2 separate regions of the Oryctolagus cuniculus genome follow, and region 2 is linked to region 1. A link is a contact called in public Hi-C data. All regions are on one chromosome and are shown on one strand. Each heading gives the region's core, a stretch centred on a gene start, on an enhancer-like site or on the middle of the called end of the contact. The rest is flanking DNA. Distances are from core to core; before and after follow the strand shown.

The links. Hi-C and Micro-C count contacts between places; a contact is called where the count stands out from the background.
Region 2: a Hi-C map of an unstated tissue shows a contact between it and region 1, with 3 times the contacts expected there. The contact joins the promoter of SH3PXD2B here to the enhancer-like site in region 1. A contact is called at or near these places in 2 of 6 Hi-C or Micro-C datasets (ear pinna and an unstated tissue).

The regions. Positions count from the first base shown.
Region 1 is chr6:58,978,259-58,980,958 of mOryCun1.1, forward strand. The region is part of intron 6 of SH3PXD2B (SH3 and PX domains 2B); the gene reads right to left. Among named protein-coding and RNA genes, the nearest start is that of UBTD2, 64 kb to the left of the region's middle. Within about 2 kb of position 1,448, at least 1 of the 8 cell types and tissues checked has an H3K27ac peak or open chromatin away from gene starts, as enhancers often do. A contact at or near this core is called in ear pinna, where this site is marked.
Region 2 is chr6:59,053,905-59,056,681 of mOryCun1.1, forward strand. SH3PXD2B (SH3 and PX domains 2B) reads right to left here and starts at 1,471. Exons shown (of 13, transcript XM_051843617.2): 1 at 1,267-1,471. The coding sequence starts at 1,341.

The DNA of each region.
Region 1 (2,700 bases), core at 198-2,697:
AGACAGAGCTGGACCGGCCTGAAGCCAGGAGCCAGAACTCCATCTGGGCCTCCCATGTGAGAGGCAGGGACATAAGACCCATCCCAGATGTGACTTTGGAAAAGCCGCAGGGTGAGTGCATCGAGAGAGCAGCTTGCCACATGTGATCACAGGGCTCTGGGTTTCTGAACATCTTGACTTCAAATATCCCTTCTTATTGTTTTCATAAATCACTGATAAATGCAGGAAATTCCACCCTTCTGCGCCCAAATACATCTGGTAGTGGAGTGGTGTGTGACTGCTGGCTCACCGGCCTGCCCTGGGGAGCACCCACAGCTGACAGCTACCATTGAACTTCTGCCCTCTACTGGCAACCACAGGGACTCCTTGATGAGAGTAGCAGAGGCTTCAGTCAAGCAGGGACCCAGTTAAGCCGGGTTACTTTGTTCAGAAGTTCACCTGCTGGGGCCGCTGGGGCACAGCAGGTGAAGACGCTATTTTAACGGTTTGAGTCCCAGCTGCCCTGCTTTCAATCCAGCTCCCTGCTAATGTGCCCGGGAGGGGAATGGAGGATGATCCAAGTACTTGGGCTCCTGCTACCCACACGGGAGACCTGGATGGAGTTCTGGGCTCCAGGCCCAGGCCCAGTTGTTGCAGCCATTTGGGGAGTGAACAAGTGGGTAGATCTCATTGGTATATCTCATTCTCTCTCTGTCTCTCGCTCCCTCTCTGCTACTCTGCCTTTCAAATAAATAAAACAAATCTTTTTTTCCCTTAAGTTCCACTGCTGCCAGCCTGTTTTAACACCTGATAGCAGCACTAGTGTACCACATTACAATTTTTAGGACCTCTGACAAATGCACTGCTCTGTTCGTTTCTGCACCGACTCTCCTGATTGCAAACGGCATGTGGCAAAACTAGGAACGGAGTCAGAATCAGGGAATCATGGGACTTGCCATGAGCATGACAGGAAGCCAGGAGATGAGCATTTAGACTCTGGGCTGGCAAGCGCACATCCTAGCCTAGTACAGGGCCTGGGCTGGCACCTCCTCTATACCTTGGGGAAGATACCCACGAGGACAGGATCAGCTCATTCAAATGTGTCCCCATGACTTGAGGGAAGGGGGAACCATCTGGAAGGCCCGAGTGTGACATTCCCTCTGCCTGCAAGGCAGGACTCTGTGTGAGAACACGCATTTCCACTGGGGTGTCCAACAACAAACCAAGCACACTAATTATTTTCTCTGTTACTGTCACACACAAGATCTGGGGCTTAGCCTGTGGTTCTCTGCCATGAAGTGGTTCAGAGAAGAGTGCATGGAGCTACTTTTTTAGCCTTTCTTCTTGAGCAAGCCTTTTGCATGTGACTTGGTTCACTTTACAAAAACGCAGGAAAAAGAACCCCAGTCATTTGATCCACCAGGAATCTCAAACTGGGCTTCAGACCATTTAGGTGCCAAGTGAAGACACCTACTGGTGAGACGTGATATTGCAGCCAAGCTCTACTAGTGCCTCACCATTATCACAGTAATCCCAAAGCTGAGGCATGTAGCTAAATTCTAGCAGCTGCCAAGTGTGAGATCAAAGGATTCCGAGGCAAGGACTGTCACTCTTGTGGCCTAGCCGACGATATGAGAGAAGGAAGAGTCCAGGAGGAAGAAGCTGGCTTGACAGTAAAAGGGAGATTTTTATCATTAAGTCCTGTCACCTGGGACAGTGCCTAACCCACTGCAGAGGCTTTCAATCCGGGTGTTTTCTTCCTTCAGTGGTTAAAGTGGACCTCCCTTCCGGAAACCCACTTTATGCCAGGCTTGCTCAGAGAATCAGCAAACAAGACTGCTTCCACCAGTAAAGGAAGAAAAGTTTCCCTGAAAGAATGAGACGATTTGTTGCACTGTGACAAGAGGGTTTTGCCTGTTCCTTTGTTTCCTGCAGGATAAGCAGAACTTGAGGCCATGTTAGCCAGAGTCCGCAGGGACAGCCAGGGGGTTGTGAGAGGGAAGTGGCAGAGACAGATCCGCCTTCTTCCACCGACAGTTCTGGCACAGGAATGTGGGCCGTTCGTCAGAAAAACATTAAATTCCTTTAAAATTAAATCAAGAAGGCTGGCTCTAAAATAAAGGAAGCGTTCGAAGGTCAGTTAGGGAACAAGGCTAATCCCAGCATGGGTTCTCTGAATGAGGAGGGGTGCCGTGTGCCACGTGGCTGAACTATGAATACACCGTCCACTGCCCCTGCAGGTGCATGATGGGCGTGGTCACCGCAAATGAGAGCTTCCTGTCTTTCCAGACCAGTCTCTGCATCAGGCTCGGCAGACAGCACACCTGGTTTTCACAACCCCCCAGAGCCGTCGCCTTCCTCCCACCCGCTGCTTCCAGGGAAAGTGGCTGCATGTTCAAAACCAGAAACTCTGTGACCGGCCTGAGAGTGGCAGCTCCTCGCTGTCTTTTCAAAGAAACATATAGCCGGCGCTGCGGCTCACTAGGCTAATCCTCCGCCTTGCAGCGCCGGCACACCGGGTTCTAGTCCCGGTCGGGGCACCAGATTCTGTCCCGGTTGCCCCTCTTCCAGGCCAGCTCTCTGCTGTGGCCAGGGAGTGCAGTGGAGGATGGCCCAAGTGCTTGGGCCCTGCACTCCATGGGAGACCAGGATAAGTACCTGGCTCCTGCCATCGGATCAGCACGGTGCACCGGCCGCAGTGCGCCGGTTGCAGTGGCCATT
Region 2 (2,777 bases), core at 221-2,720, 76 kb after region 1:
AGCAAGAAACCAAGATTTGGCAGCATTCGTAACAGTCAAGGGGGAAAAAAAAAAGACCATTTAGCCAGGCTCTGGAGTCCAGGGGAACTTCTTTCTATTTAGAGAAACCACAGGTCCAGGAAACAGTTTCCCACTGCCTGCCCAGCCCGGCCAGGGGCTGCCCCAGCACTCCCCGCCTTGTGGATTTGCAATTTCACAGGCTGTTCACGCCAGGTGTGGGAATGGGCTTTATGGGAAGGAGCTTTTTAAGCAAGGCAGGCCCCAAGGAGGCCAGGGAGCTGCACCGGGCCAGACCACGCCCTTTGCTAGTCATTGTTCTACACTTCTTTGTTAGGATTTTTTCCCTCCTTCTTGCTCTTTTTCCCTTCCTGGTCAACTTCTGCTCTGTCACCCCTCCATCCCCTTCACCACCAGAGACACGGCAGCCCCTGCCCTCCAGGGGGAGCCCCTCCCCCAGGGCCACCACTCCACATCCTCATTAGCTGTCCAGGCAGATCCCCCAAAAGGGGGCTGTCTTAGCACCACCTGCACCCGCGGTCGTGGCCCCCAGGCTGCCCCCCGACACCACTTTTCCACGCAGGTCACTGTCCGCCCCAGGCTTGGAAAGCCCATGCAGCTGTGTGTTCCAGGAGCTGCAGCCCCTTGGGAGCCTCAACCTTACCCATCTGCAAAACGAGACTACTGACCCATTTTCTCAAGTCCTTCAACCTGAGCTGGGGTCCACAGAGGGAGACAGCAGGAGAAAAACTTTGGTACATTTTTAAACACAAGTTATTGGGGGAGAGGGACTGTTCTTTAACCCTTTAAGGTGCAGCCACTCAAATAATCCATTTTCCGGGATCTCCCCAAAGGACGGAGCCAAACTTGGCGGTCCCCAGGGAGGCTACCTGTGGCCGGACATTGCGGGCCTGAGCCGTCTGGTCGGCAGGGGACGACGGGGGCGGCCGGGGACCACGCGCCTCTCCCTCTGCCTTTGCGCCCCTCAGTCTTGCACCGGCTGGGCAGGACGAGAGTGCGGGGACAGCCGAGGACGGAAGGGGAAGAGGAGGGGGCGAGGGGGGAAGGGATGGAGCGGAGAACCGGGTGAGGGAGAGGAGGGGGAGGGGAGGGAGGGGGAGGAGGCGGGAGACCCGGGCCGCGCCGCCGCGGCAGGGCCGGGCCGGGCCGTGCAGGAGCGCGAAGCGCCGGAGGCAGAAGTTTTCCGAGGCCGGGGCCCAGGCCGGGGCCGCGGGGCGCGCGCGGGGGCGTGGGACGCGCGGCACTCACATAATGCTTGTTGGGCACCCGCCGCTTCTGCACGTCCAGCACCTTCACCTCCACGATGCTGCGGCGCGGCGGCATGGCCGCTCCTGCGCGGGGCCGGGCTGGGGGCGCGGGGAGCGGACCAGAGCCGGGGCAGAGCGATCCGGAGCCCGGGCCGAGCACGAGCAGCCGCCGCCGCCGCCGCCCTTCGCTCCGCGCGCCCTCCGGCCGGGCCCACTCCACCGCCCGCCCCGGCCCGCCCCCGGCCCGCCCCCCGCGCTGCCGGCCCGCCCCCCTTAAAGGGCCCGGCGCGCGGCCCCCGCCGGCCACGTCCGGCCCCCGCCGCGCCTTTGTCCGGGCGCTGAGCGCCGCCCGGGAGGCAACCGGTTCGCGCGGGCCGGCCACGCGGTGACTGACGCGCCGGAGCCTTCCCGCACCCACTTGCTGGGGAGATGGGGCAGCCGAGGGCCGGGGCTCATGGCCAGACTCTGCTGCCCAGCCTCTGTGATCTTGGGGAGGTTGTTCACCTCCCCCGGCTTGGCCTCATCTGTAAAATGGGCTCGCGTTACTGCCTGCCAACCGGGGCTGTCCTCCAGTGGAACGCATGCATGCCCGCCGCAGCCAGCATAAATGCCTGCCCACCGGGCCTGGGGATTCAAGGGGGAGCCGGGAGCCAGCGTCCAGGCCTCCCGGGTTTCCAGTCTGGGAGCTGGGGGGAGAGAGAGAGAGACAAACTGCAACCACCGTGTGCTATAGGATTGTACTGAGAGCTGTGGCGCAGGCCTCCGTGTTCTCGGTGGCGGAGCCCCTCCCGGCGCCAGGCGCAGGCATACGCTTTGGGGAGAGCCTTGCCTTGAGTTCCCCTGGAGAGCTCTGGGAGAGGTGACTGAACCCATTCTACAGAGCACGTCACTGTGTGCGGCCACCGCAGAGCCGGTAGACCGGGCGCGGCCCCCGGCTCTAGCCAGTTAGCAGGAGTTGAGGCCGCCTGGCTGGGGCTGTCCCCCCCCCCCCCCCCCCCCCCAGTTCTTCATCCAGCGCAGGCTGAGGCACTTTGGGGAGAGGTTGGCTGAAGGAGTGAATGAATGAATGAACCTGAATCCCGCATGCAGGCAGGAGAGGAGGTTACAGCCTTTGGCTGGGGCTCTAGCCAGTGTCCCACAGTGCTCCCCTCTGGGCCTGGCCGAACCTGGAGCTCCTGACAGCGCTGAGATCAAGACTGACCTTTGCCGCCGGCGCCGCGGCTCACTAGGCTAATCCTCCGCCTAGCGGCGCCGGCACACCGGGTTCTAGTCCCGGTCGGGGCGCCAGATTCTGTCCCGGTTGCCTCTCTTCCAGGCCAGCCCTCTGCTGTGGCCAGGGAGTGCAGTGGAGGATGGCCCAGGTGCTTGGGCCCTGCACCCCATGGGAGACCAGGAAAAGCACCTGGCTCCTGGCTCCTGCCATCGGATCAGCGCGGTGCGCCGGCCGCAGCGCACCGGCCGCGGCGGCCATTGGAGGGTGAACCAACGGCAAAGGAAGACCTTTCTCTCTGT